Linked DNA regions of Ovis aries: region 2 is linked to region 1. A link is a contact called in public Hi-C data. All regions are on one chromosome and are shown on one strand. The core of a region is the stretch at or near the end of the contact, and the rest is flanking DNA. Distances in the headings are between cores, read along the strand shown. Region 1 holds the start of CCIN (calicin). Region 2 has its middle 14 kb from the start of SPAAR.

The links. Hi-C and Micro-C count contacts between places; a contact is called where the count stands out from the background.
Region 2: a Hi-C map of omental adipose tissue shows a contact between it and region 1, with 1.8 times the contacts expected there. The contact joins the enhancer-like site here to the promoter of CCIN in region 1. A contact is called at or near these places in 3 of 16 Hi-C or Micro-C datasets (hypothalamus, omental adipose tissue and tail adipose tissue).

Annotation. Positions count from the first base shown.
Region 1 is chr2:52,389,147-52,396,176 of ARS-UI_Ramb_v3.0, reverse strand. CCIN (calicin) reads left to right here and starts at 3,554. Exons shown (of 2, transcript XM_027964423.3): 1 at 3,554-3,650; 2 at 5,445-7,030. The coding sequence starts at 5,523. GLIPR2 (GLI pathogenesis related 2) reads left to right here. Exons shown (of 5, transcript XM_015093150.3): 5 at 180-623. The coding sequence ends at 340.
Region 2 is chr2:52,603,247-52,610,276 of ARS-UI_Ramb_v3.0, reverse strand. No RefSeq gene overlaps it. Among named protein-coding and RNA genes, the nearest start is that of SPAAR, 14 kb to the left of the region's middle. Within about 2 kb of position 2,521, at least 3 of the 54 cell types and tissues checked have an H3K27ac peak or open chromatin away from gene starts, as enhancers often do.

The DNA of each region.
Region 1 (7,030 bases), core at 2,305-4,804:
GGACCCAATGTGTTCGAAAATTAGTCAGTGTCTTGTATCTCCTTCTTCTGATTGGCAGTTGAAGATCAAGCTTCCCCCCGCATGGCAGAATGGTACAGGAGTTCAAGAGTCCCTTGGAACACCATTCTCCAGGCTTTGCTAACTAGCCTGTTTCCCTCTCCCCATGCCTGTTCCTACAGGACACTTCACAGCCATGGTATGGAAGAATACAAAGAAGATGGGAGTGGGGAAGGCGTCTGCAAGTGACGGGTCCTCTTTTGTGGTGGCCAGATACTTCCCAGCAGGAAATGTCGTCAACCAAGGCTTCTTTGAGGAAAATGTCCTGCCTCCAAAGAAGTAATTTGTCCAGTGGAATGGGAAGGTGGCAGACTTAAGAACTTGGATATGAAGTGCCTAGAACAACAAAACTCAGCTGGGTGTCTGTCCCTGTGGGTGTGTGTGCTGTGTGTGTGATGCTGAGTCTCTTGCACACGCACTTGGTTAGACAGTTGTGCATAAAATCATTCTCATCAAAGAAATGAGCATACAAAGCCTTTATCTCAATGATTCCCTGGGCTGCAATTATTTGGACTTTGAGGGGAAAAACTCAATTTTTAAACTTTAAAAAAATTTTTTAAAGCAAACTTTTTTTGTACCTTCTTACTTATATCCATCCCTAATCCCTGGACTTTCTGTATTCCAACTGTTTGTGATGCTGAGAAAGTGAAGTTCATCTTATGGGACCTTCATGCATTGTAATCTACTTTTGGTAGATATTTAAGAATATTAAATCCTCATTTAAATGTGACAAAAATACAGCTTTAAACATGTAAATACAAAGCGGTTTCCATCCGAAATACAGGGTAGGCAGGGACTCCATTTCATGGAATTACTGAGATTTCTCAGTTGTAAGACATGATGTCATCTGCACGCCTCCTGGAATTCTCTAGTGGGATTGCCAAATGGAGAAAAAAGCTTGACTTCCTTGCATTTTTCTATCTTCCACCACCCTTGGCCCACCCTCTTTTTCTAAAGATCCTCTGGCATTTCAGAGCTCACTATGCCGCCCCTCCACCACCACCTTGGTTTCTAGGGAGCAGGGCTAGGCCTGCAACTCACCCATCCCCCACTCTGCCTGGTGGCCCGGGGCCTGTTCTGGGAGAAAGCCCCTCACTCTGCCTGGGCTCTTGGCCAAGCAGCCTTGGATGATGAAGTCAGTGAGGGCGGGGGTGAGGGTGAGCTCACTCAGAGTCCCCAGAGGAAGCCCTCCAGCCTGTGCCCTCCCCCCACACAGGGTGGGAGCCCCAGCCTGTTCCTGGCAGCTGTGACTGCAGCTGTGCTGCTGCTCCTCCAGGAATGTGTCACAGGCCCAAGCATTCCAAAGAGATATCCCATGCGGGGGCTTAGAGGCGCTAACTTAGTTCTGCGTTTTGCCTCAAACTATGCAAAGTCCTCTAAAATCAGGACTCCATATGGTCCAGGTGAGAAGGGCCAAGCTGTGTGTCCCTGAAACCACGGCATCTCCAGGTAGTGAGATAGCAGGGCCAGGAGTCTGTGCGAGCCAGTCTTTGAGACGTGCTTCCTGAACGTCTCTGTTGTGAACACAGGCTTCTGCTGTGCCCTTCGTCTCACCCAGGGACAGTAATAAAATCTTTTTTAGTGTAATATCTTACTCCCATGTGATTCATGCCTGATTCTTAAGGTTTTCTTTGGTATGAACCATTTAAAAAAATCTTTTATCAAGTTTGTTACAATCTTGCTTCTGGGTTTTTTGTTTTATGTTTTTGTCCCCAAGGCATATGGGATGTTAGTTCCCTGACCAGGGATCAAACCTGCATCCCCTGCATTGGAAGGTGAAGTCTTACCACCAGGGAAGTTGCTCGTGCCTGATTCTTAACCAGTAACTAAGGTAATCAATAACTCTGAGTTCCATCTTAGGTAACTCAAGATTCTGAATACCTCCAACCCCTCCCCTGTAGACTTGTTTTGAATCACGTGACCTACCGTCTCATAGCTGACAGGACTAGAGTGGACATGTGATTCATGGCAGCCAATCTCTAGCCTGGCCATGGACCAGGAATTTGAGCTAAGAAATACAGAGAGAATTGACCAGTGGGGCTGAAAAAATAAGGATGCTATGAGTTTGAATTAAGACTACGGCAAGTCAAAGCTATGTGTAAGCCCAGTTATGAGTTGGAAATATATGGAAGTGAGAAAGCCAGTTGTTAAGAGGTATAAAACAGGTGGAAAGACAGGAAGACTCGTCTTATCCTTTCCAGTTCCAGGCCAAATCTATATTTAAAACATTTTCTTCAGGGTTTCCCAACAAATTGATATATTAATTGATGGTCCCCAGAAGGATAGAATATTAGATAGAGGCCCCCCGAACCCCCGCCCTCCAGGGAGTTTCCAGCAACAGAAAATGCTGACCTGTGCAAGAAGCTGAGGGCCTTGGCCATACCTGGGCAGCTACCACGAACAAGACAAACTCAGCGACCAGTCATTGAACATCCCGTAGCTCCTAGGGACATACTCTACCCAATACACAAGTATACCTAACCACCTGATGGACCCTGGCAGGCAGCCTGCCCCTTTAGGTTGGAGTCTGTTTCTTCAGTTGGCTGGAGTAAGGAACAAGCTGACCAGGGGAGCTTTCTAAAGCTGAAGATAAGCCAGATAACAAAGCTGGCTGAGTGAGTAGGCACAAATCTAATTTCTTACAATGGATTTTGTAAAGATGGCAGCTCCTAAAAGTTCAAGGGCTTCTCTGATGGCTAAGTCAGTAAAGAATCTGCCTGCAATGCAGGAGATGTGGGTTTGATCCCTGGGTCACACAGATCCTCTGGAGAAGGAAATGGCACCCCACTCCAGAATTCTTGCCTGGGAAATCCCATGGACAGAGGAGCTGGTAGGCTACAGTCCACGGGGTCGCAAGAGTTGGACATGACTTAGGAACTAAATCACCACCACCATAAATTCCACGTGAGCAGAAGACAAGCCAGATTGCCACCTCTCCTTTGCAGCCAGAGGGTAGAGGGAGTCAGACACTCTGGCTTCCAGTCCTAGCTCTGTGAACTGAGTTGAATGAGCCCCTTCCCCTCTCTGGGCCACAATCTGTCTAGCTGTACAAGGTCTGACACATGGAAATAAGCCTATTGGATCCTCTAAGGTCTCCAGGACACCCTGTAAACCTAACTTTCTTAAGCCAGAAGGAAGCATCTGATGAGAGATCTTCTGGCCATGGTTTCTGGGACCTGAAACAAAAACAGAGGGGCATGGCCACCTCCTCCATCCACGTTGGGGTGGGGGCAAAGGAGTGATGATGACCCACTCATCCCCTACCCCTGGGTGGGCAGGCCTAGAAGCCAATGGAAGTGATGAGTGTCTGGCCTCAGCACCAAGAGGCCTCATCCTTCACCTGAATCACAGTGGCCTCTCCTCTCCAGAGATCAGAGCTGGAGAAGCAATTAGAGCTTAATTATCTTCACAGGGAGAGAAGGGACCAGGTGGAACTCACCTAAGCCACAGAGCTAGTCCGTGGAAGGGCAGAAAGCCAAACCTTCTTCCCTTGGGGAAAACAGAAGGTTCTAGCCTTGTGCAGACACGTACCTCAAGAGACTGAGTGCTTCTCACCCTGGAGACGTCAAGGTGAACAAATATAGCATTAAAAGGTAAGTACTCTAAAATAATTTTCAAATTAAGAAAAAGCCAGATCTGGAATGAAGGGAGGAGGGAAAGACCAGCAGTTAATAATGAGAACTTGACTACACCGGGAGGGAAAGAGCTGGCAGGCTCACATTCCCAAGGCTGCAGCGAGTTTTCCTAGTAAGGACGCTAAAGACGGCCTGACGGTCAGGAGTGGGGCTCAGGGATCAAGGGTGCGGTCCGAGCTCAAGTCTTCTCTACAGGACCTTGCTGTTGCCGCCAGGGTCTACGCTGTTGTGCTGGGAGCCCCGAAGGCTGGTCCTGGTGGGACCCCCAGGAGCCGGCCCTCTTCCGTGGGAGGCTGTGGCTGGTCCTTATCCCCTCCTGGGCACAGCAGCGCCACGGGAACTTGGGGAGCCCCCACGCCGGCTCGGAGGCGGGGTGGGCCGTGGACGTGGCACCCGGGGGGGACGCCTAGAGTTCTGGATGTCTCCTTTCTAGCCGCTCGGCCGTGCGCCCGCTATCTGGGGCTTTACCTCTGTCTGAAAAATGGGCACAGGGTGTTTTGCGGCTATCGGGTCAGAGAAGAGGGAGTGGCACCGGGGGCGGTAATGAGTTCGCCGTTCCCAGGCGGGAGATGACTCTCCAGCGCCACCGCGTGGCTGAGGCGGCGCACGGAGCCCAGCCCGAGGAGATGGGGATTTCCAGACTTGCCAAAGATCACAGAGAACCACAAGTGTTTACGAAAGGAGCAGCCAGCCAGGAACACCGAAGCCTGGCGAACTAGTGAAATGGCAGCTAGCATCTGTTGAACGATTGTTGCGAACCAAACACTGGGCTTAACATTTTCTGGCCCTTTTCTCTTGTAAACTCTTAATCATCTTTTAAGCGGATGCAGCTATTATTCCTATCTCACAGCGGAGGAAACTGAGGTTTAGAGAGAATGAGAAACTTGTCCAAGTCCCCAGCTGATGGGGAAAGCTGACCTATCCCAGCCTCCAACATTTTACAAGCTAGAGACTTGGAAGTGTGGGCAGAATGGCCCGATTTTCCGTGAAACTGAAATAATCAGGGCTTCGAGGGCCCTCCCATCCCCCGGTCCGAGAGTAACTCCTGCGTCCTTGCTCCCTGAGGGGCCGCCACCTCTCCGTTTTATTGGGTCGGCCAAAAAGGTTGTTTCTTTTTGGCCGACCCAATGTGAAGAATGATGTCTGTAGCCGCAAAGGTCAGAAGCCAAAGAACACAGCTTTTTCTTCTCTAATATCCAGGAGCCTTGGTAGTGAAAGGTGCTTTGGGGCTTGAGAATCACAGACAGAGGAAAGATGAGTAGTTAGGAGCATCCCAGAAGGGTGGGTTTCAGAAGGACTGGGTTTCAGGCCCTGCTCTGCTTCCAACTAGCTACGTGATCTTGGGCAAGTTCATGCTCTTCTATGGGCCTTGGTTTCCCTCCTGTGCAACGTACATTCCTCTAGATGATGTAAAAATCCTTACCCCAGCCTTCCTAATAGCCTTCCCCATACTAGCCCCGCCCAGACTGGCCCTGACATTCCAGAAGCCTCCCTGAAGTGAGGTTGAAGGTCCCAGGTGGGAGCTGTGACCCATCTCTGAGTTTCCTCCTGAGTTCTGGGCCCTGGACTAGGTCCTGGCAGGGTATCTGGCCTTGGCAGATGAGAGCCATCAGAGGGGAGAAAAGCCCTGTGCCTCTGAGAAAGGCCTCAGGGAGGGGGGCCTGCATTGTGATGACCTCATCCATTCTATGACATCATCCTCTCTCTTATTCCCACTCCTCCCTGATCAACTGCTCTGCAAACAACCATCAGTCTGAATCCCAAAGGCCTGAGAAAGTCTGTTCTCCAGTACCTACTGCTGATCTTCTGTCTCACCCAGCAAGAAGCACCATGAAATTGGAATTCACCGAGAAAAACTACAACAGCTTCGTACTGCAGAACCTGAACAAACAGAGAAAACGCAAAGAGTACTGGGACATAGCCCTGACTGTGGACCACCATGTCTTCTTTGCACATCGCAATGTGCTGGCTGCAGTCTCCCCGCTGGTGAAGAACCTCATCTCCAACCATGACATGAAGACCACCGATGAGCTCTTTATCACCATTGACCCCAACTACCTGAGTCCGACCACAGTGGACCAGCTCCTAGACTACTTCTACAGTGGCAAGGTGGTGATCTCAGAACAGAACGTGGAAGAGCTCCTTCGCGGGGCCCAGTATTTCAACACACCCCGCCTTCGAATTCACTGCAATGACTTCCTGATCAAGTCCATCCGCCGTGCCAACTGCTTGCGCTACCTCTTCTTGGCTGAGTTGTTTGAGCTCAAAGAGGTGTCAGACTTGGCCTACTCTGGTATTCGTGACAACTTCCACTACTGGGCCAGTCCTGAGGGCAGCATGCACTTCATGCGCTGTCCACCTGTCATCTTCGGCCGCCTGCTCCGAGATGAAAACTTGCATGTACTCAACGAAGACCAGGCTCTCAATGCACTCATCAATTGGGTATGCTTCCGGAAGGATGAGCGGGAGAAGTATTTCAAGAAGTTCTTCAATTACATCAACCTTAATGCTGTCTCCAACAAGACGCTAATGTATGCCAGCAACAAGCTGATGGGCATGGAGAACAGCTCAGCCCACTCAACCCTGATTGAGAGTGTCCTTGTGGACCGCAAACAGGAGAGGCCAACCAGTCTGCTGAGCTACCAGCGGAAAGGGGCCCTGCTTGATTCAGTGGTCATCCTAGGTGGCCAGAAGGCCCACGGCAAGTTCAACGATGGAGTGTTTGCTTATATCATCCAGGAGAACCTGTGGTTGAAGCTCTCAGAGATGCCCTACCGGGCAGCAGCACTGAGTGCCACCTCTGCTGGTCGCTACATCTACATCTCTGGTGGAACCACTGAGCAGATTTCAGGGCTGAAGACGGCTTGGCGGTATGACATGGATGACAACTCCTGGACCAAGTTGCCCGACCTGCCGATTGGGCTTGTCTTCCACACCATGGTGACCTGCGGGGGGACAGTGTACTCAGTGGGAGGCAGCATTGCCCCGAGGCGCTATGTCTCTAACATCTATCGCTATGATGAGCGCAAGGAGACCTGGTGCCTGGCAGGGAAGATGAGCATTCCTATGGACGGCACAGCCGTGATCACCAAGGGTGACCGGAACCTGTATATTGTCACCGGGCGGTGCTTGGTGAAGGGTTACATCTCCCGGGTTGGGGTGGTGGACTGCTTCGATACCAACACTGGGGAGGTGGTCCAGTGTATCACCTTTCCTATTGAGTTCAACCACCGGCCCCTGCTCTCTTTTCATCAGGACAACATCCTCTGTGTGTACAGCCACCGGCAGAGTGTGGAGATCAATCTGCAGAAGGTAAAGGCCAACAAGACAACCACCTC
Region 2 (7,030 bases), core at 1,272-3,771, 220 kb before region 1:
GGTCTTTCCTGGTGGTCCACTGGGTAAGACTCCAAATTTCCAATGCAGGGTTGGTTACTGGGTTCCATCTCTAGTTGGGGAAGTAAGGACTCCCATGACACAATGAACAGATCCTGCATGCTGTAACTAAGATCTGGCACAGCCAAATAAATAAATATTTTAAAAAGGAAGAAAATAGAAAGTAAAAAAAATGAAGAATCAATTGTTTCAACTTAAAAAAAAAAGTTAAAGATAGTCTTGATCGTTGCTTTGTGACAAATATTCCAGATGTAGGAAACTTTCATTTTGCATTGATGTTGGTTGAATTAAGAATGTCCCAAACCTCTTTACTTCTACACTAGTGACCGTAGCTCAGACAGTAAAACATCTGCCTGCAATGCAGAAGACCTGGGTCAGGAAGATTCCCTGGAGAAGGAAATGGCAACCCACTCCAGTATTCTGGCCTGGAGAATCCCATGGACAGAGGAGCCTGACGGGCTACAGTCCATAGAGTTGTGAAGGGTCAGACACGAATGAGCAACTAACACTCACTGAACATGCAAACATCTTCTAGGTGGGTGTCCTATAGGGTACATGTTGCTTCACAGAAGTTCATTTCCTTTTAATTATATATACAGGTTTGCTTGCCCTAGTCTTGATTTTGCCATTGAATTCAATATTGCTCTTGCTGGTGGCTGCTCTCTGGGCCTGATTTGAGTTCCCCTGTCTGGTTGTCCTTACTTTACTGAAAGTAAAATGAATACTGAGCAAATAAATCCAGTCCTTAGTTTTCCAAAAAAAATATTGCTCTTGCCAATTCAGATTTTGGAGCAGTTTCTGATTTTGTGTTTGTGTGTTCTATAGCAACAATCACATCTTTTTGCAGCTCATCTGTTAAGTATGTACAAAGAACTGTAGCCTATGGTGAATACTGCAATATTTGGAAAAGACAGCAGTCGTTACTGGAAAGGTTTCAAATGGCATGAGTGTTCAGAACTGCTAGCAACTTTAATAGAACCACACAGAATCACTTGTTGAAACTGCCAATATGAGGCAAATGCCAACAGACTGCTTCCAAAGTTTGTTGTTTTTTCTGACACCACTCATAGGATTTGTATAAGTATCCCATGTGTATGAACTTACCAATATTTATTTTATTTATAGAAATGAATTACTGTTAGAAACAGACCAGGCCACAAACATACAGTTATAACTAGTGCGTGCTGGTAAGTCGACTCTCTGCAGGGCAGGGAGGGACGTCCTGATATGTGTAGCTTTTGCCAGTTTCTGAGGAGGGGAGGTATAAATAGTCCCACCAGGGTCAATTTTGAGCTATTGATGTGACGTCACTAGGAGTCAGAAAAAGATGCTCTTAACCGGCTGGCACTCTCTCTTTCCTTTGTGTACCTGCCCCACAACATCACTGCTTCTAAGGTGGCAACAGCTACAGACAAGACAGATTAGACTGTGACCGCTTCCCTCCTGCTCCCCTTCTGTTCAGGAACTGCCAGCCTTAATTTTCCAATCCATGTCTCAGTGTCTTCTACTCTTGCTTTTGATATGTTATCAGTGGATTCCTTTGAACTAGTGACAGGTCTATGTTGATCATTAGGTTTTAATTCTCACACGGGAATAGTTTCCCAGGCTTCTAGATTCCTTAACTTATTTTTACTAGGGTTTTCAGGCTCTGGAAACACATCACATGTCTGAGAAATGCTGGGAAGGAATTCCTGCAGAGAAGCATTAAACCAGTAGGTCTGAGTTAAAACAGTCCATTTGCTTGAATGATCATGATTCTCCTGGATATATTTTCATTGGTCCCAATTTTGCCCACTGGTCATTGTCATCCATCTTGTTTTAGGGGATTTTAGGTGTGGAGTCCTATACAATGTGGTGTTGCTGCTGCTGCTGCTGCTAAGTCACTTCAGTCGTCCGACTCTGTGCGACCCCATAGACGGCAGCCCACAAGGCTCCCCCGTCCCTGGGATTCTCCAGGCAAGAACACTGGAGTGGGTTGCCAGTTCCTTCTCCAACGCATGAAAGTGAAAAGCGAAAGTGAAGTCGCTCAGTCGTGTCCGACCCTCAGCAACCCCATGGACTGCCGCCTTCCGGGCTCCTCCGTCCCCAGTACAGTGATTTTACAAAGAGGCTGACCACTAGGATTGATTAGTGATCGTTTGACCGCTGTCTGGTCTTGCACATGTGGCACAAGCTAGCTGTCAACATAGCTGGTTGTCTCCAACCTCTGTTTTCCCTTTCATTCTTATTATTAGAACAACAACAACAACAACACAGCCTCCCTTGGAGCTAGAAATGGCCAACAGAAGTGGGGTGCAATGTCTGGAAAGTGTCCTTAAATAGGCAGGGCATACTAGTCTTCTCTTTTAATCACTCACAGCTAGAACAAATTAAACGGCAGACTAACCCATCTGTTCCTATTGAAAGCACAGACCACTGGCAAGAAGCTTAGGAAGGTCCGTAATGGAGTGTGATCCATGAAAGAACTCAGCATTATTCAGTGATTCAGAAGGCGTGGGGGAGGAGAGATGACCTCCACCTACAAATGATACACTTTGTAATATAAGATATTGTAGCCCCAGGTGCCTACTGCCTGTCTGCCAAGAAGGTTGGTGAATAAGTAGACTTCTCTACAGCTCTGGATTGGTAAGCCTTCTGATTTCTAATCTTTTCCGGGATCTTTTCAGGAATGTCTGTAATCTTCACTTTGTAGGAACCAGACTCCTGGAAGGCTTAGAATGTACTTTATTGCTCTGCCAGCTGAGGGTGTAAATACTGGCTGAGGGAACAAGGGGATTCAGCCTAGGAACGAGATCATGGGAGGTGAGCACTGGGGATCAGAAAGCCACTTTCACACATCAAAATAAAAAACGGTTTAGGCTTTTTCATGGAGACTTCCCGGGACCAAAATCAGGACCTATGGGTTAAGGCTGCCAATTTAACTCTTACCTAAAGAGAAATCTCCTACCTACTAGGGTTGGAAGGAGGTGGTGGACGGGGGCACGTCTCCAGTACTGGGAATACTGAAGCAAAGGATGGTGAAGAATTAATTTATCAACTGAGCAGCAGTTCCCAGTTACCAAGCTGTACATTGGTACCTGTCCACAAAGTTTTCCAGGTCTCATTTTCCTATTAAGAAAGAAAAGACAATGTGGTACATTTTAAATTTGCAATTTGAAGTATATTTCATTTATTCTGAGACTATGTTTTCTCTATCTTCTTGTTGTTAAATAGTAGGTAATATTTGTTATTGTTGTTGTTTAACATCATAACTCAACAAAAAATAGAAAATCTCAACAGCTCCATGTAAGTCGCCATTAAAAATAAATAAAATTTCTGTGAAATCTGGAAATCTGGTAACCTGCAAGATGGATGAAATGACTCTGAAGCTTTCTGACTTGACCTTTCAAGGAGCTGTAGTTCATCCTAGTGGCCACTAGATGCCACTCTTGTGTACTTACAGCAGCTGCTGCCGCTGCTGCTAAGTCGCATCAGTCTTGTCCGACTCTGTGCGACCCCATAGACTGCAGCCCACCAGGATCCCCTCGTCCATGGGATTCCCCAGGGAAGAACACTGGAGTGGGTTGCCATTTCCTTCTCCAATGCATGAAAGTGAAAGTGAAGTCGCTCAGTCGTGTCCGACTCTTAGCGACCCCACGGACTGCAGCCCACCAGACAAAGGTACTGGAGTGAGTTGCCATTTCCCTCTCCGGTACTTACCGCAGCTAAATAATTTCCGTGCAAGTAGAGAATCCAGAAACGGGATCTACTTTCTTTCAGTTCAGTTCAGTCTCTCAGTCGTGTCTGACTCTTTTGCGACCCCGTGGACTGCAGCACGCCAGGCCTCCCTGTTCATTGCCAACTCCTGGAGTTTACTCAAACTCATATGCACTGAGTTGGTAATGCCATCCAACCATCTCATCCTCTGTCGTCCTCTTCTCCTGCCTTCAATCTTTCCCAGCATCAGAGTCTTTTCAAATGAGTTAGTTCTTTGCATCAGGTGGCCAAAGTATTGCAATTTCAGCTTCAGCATCAGTCCCTCCAAAGAACATCCAGGACTGATCTCCTTTAGAAAGCGCTAGGTGGATCTCCTTGCAGTCCAAGGTACTCTCAAGAGTCTTCTCCAACACCACAGTTCAAAAGCATAAATTCTTCGTTGCTAAGCTTTTTTTATAGGCCAACTCTCGCATCCATACATGACTACTAGAAAAACCATAGCTTTACCTAGCTTTGTTAGCAAAGTAATGTCTCTGCTTTTTAATATAAGGTCTAGATTTTTGATTTTTTTAACTTTTCTTCCAAGGAGCAAGCATCTTTTAATTTCACGGTTACAGTCACCATCTGCAGTGATTTTGGAGCCCCCCCAAAATAAAGTCTCTTCACTGTTTCCACTGTCTCTCCATCTATTTGCCATGAAGTGATGGGACCAGATGCCATGATCTTAGTTTTCTGAATGTTGAGCTTTAAGTCAGCTTTTTCACTCTCCTCTTTCACTTTCATCAAGAGGCTCTTTAGTTCTTCTTCACTTTCTGCCATAAGGGTGGTGTCATCTGCATATCTGAGGTTATTGATATTTCTCCCAGCAATCTTGATTCCAGCTTGTGCTTCCCCCAGCCCAGCATTTCTCATGATGTACTCTGCATACAAGCTAAATAAGCAGGGTGACAATATACAGCCTTGACATACTCCTTTTCCTATTTGGAACCAGTCTCTTCCATGTCCAGTTCTAACTGTTGCTTCCTGACCTGCATACAGATTTCTCAAGAGGAAGATCAGGTGGTCTGTTATTCCTATCTCTTTCAGAATTTTCCAGAGTTTGTTGTGATCCACACAGTCAAAGGCTTTGGTATAGTCAATAAAGCAGAAGTAGATGTTTTTCTGGAACTCTCTTGCTTTTCAATGATCCAGCGGACTTTGGCAATTTGATCTCTGGTTTCTCTGCCTTTTCTAAATCCAGCTTGAACATCTGGAAGTTCATGGTTCGTGTACTGTTGAAGCCTGGCTTGGAGAATTTTGAGCATTACTTTACTAGCGTGTGAGATGAGTGCAATTGTGCGGTAGTTTGAGCATTCTTTGGTATTGCCTTTCTTTGGGATTGGAATGAAAACTGACCTTTTCCAGCCCTGTGGCCCCTGCTGAGTCAGTAAATTAAACTTTACTGGGGCTTCCCTGTTGGCTCAAATGGTGAAGAATCTGCCTGCAATGCAGGAGACCCATGTTCAATCCCTGAGTTGCCCCTGGAAAAGAGAATGGCTACCCACCCCAGTATTCTTGCCTGGAGAATTCCATGGATGAAGAAGCCTGGCAGACTACAGTCCATGGTGTCACAAAGGGTCAGACACAACTGAGCAACTCTATTGACAAAGTACTCATTTTTCCCATGTAAAGCATTTTCATAAACACTAATTTTCATTATTGTTTGAAAACAAAATTAACTTTCAAAGTTCTAAAAAATGGAAATGATTACTACCTTAAATGCTTTCTCTAAATAAAGGTCTCCAGTATCCTCATAAGTTTAGTGTACCTGCAATAAACTGTTCCTCTTGGTCAAGAGCTTTCTGTGAGCATCTCAACTGGCTGATGACTATTCGCATGAGCAGGGACTACGTCCTGCCCATTTTACAGAGCACACGGCATCTAGCATGATGTCACATTAGTGATCATAATCTCCATTTGTTTTGTGGTTTACACTTCTTTGAAGTCCTTATAGTTCATTTCCTCTCAATGGTAGTTCAAGTGGCAGAGAATGACCTTTCCTTTGTCCTTCTCTGTAATAAGTCAAAGTGAATCTAAAACATGTTCTTCACACTGAAAACTTTCTAACTCATTCATTCATGAATTCAACAAACATTTATTAAGCCCTACTATTGGAGAAGGCAATGGCACCCCACTCCGGTATTCTTGCCTGGAGAATCCCATGGACGGAGGAGCCTGGTAGGCTGCAGTCCATGGGGTTGCTAGGAGTTGGACACAACTGAGTGACTTCACTTTCACTTTTCACTTTCATGCATTGGAGAAGGAAATGGCAACCCACTCATGTTCTTGCCTGGAGAATCCCAGGGACGGGGGAGCCTGGTGGGCTGCCATCTCTGGGGTCCCACAGAATCGGACACGACTGAAGCGACTTAGCAGCGGCATGTATTAAGTACTCTACTGTGCCCTGTGTTAGTAATAAACACTCTCATCTATGGGAGCAATAAAGCACATTCTATGTCTTCCAGGAGTCTGGTTGCTACAAAGATTACAGACATTCCTAAAAAGATCCTGTGAAGCTGTCAGATATAAAACCAACATGTTTCAAGACATATGAAGCATATTTTGAAAAGCTAAAGATTACGCTTTTCTGCTGAATTTTACTTATTTAGAAGTTACTTTGCTTCTGAATGACAGCTGTATCAATTGGAGAGGGCTTTCCTCCAGCACCTCCTGCTGGTGACAGCATCAGATATCAGATGATAACTGTTGAACCAGCAGTCCCCTTCTAGAACTCAGTCCTAAGGAAATCATTAAAAAAAAAGTGGATCAGGGGACTTTCCAGGTGGTCCAGTGGTTAAGACTCTGTGCTGCCAATAGAGGGGATGTGGATTCGCTCTCTGGTCAGGAGCTAGATCCCACATGCCCTGCAGTGCAGCCAAAAAAATTCTTTTAAAAAAAGTGGATCAAGTTTCCTCAACAAAGATTTTCATCTTAGAGTTATTTACAAGAGAAACATTGTTAGCAAAGTAATTATCTACCAATAAAGGGCATCCTCAATAACTGTGGTATATTCATGGAAACAGAATATGGATAATTACTCACATATTTAAACATGTCAACAAAGCATTTGCGGTAACATAGTAGAGACGGTTTTGATATAAAATTCAGTGAATTGTAAGATTAAATGTGTACATACAATACAATCTCAATCATAAAAATATTTATGTGTAAGAATGACTGAACAGAAGGAAATTATTTCAAACGTTTTAGAACAGTTAACTATAAGGAGATCAAATTCTTTCTTATACTGCTTTGATTTCATCTAAACTTGCTGCAA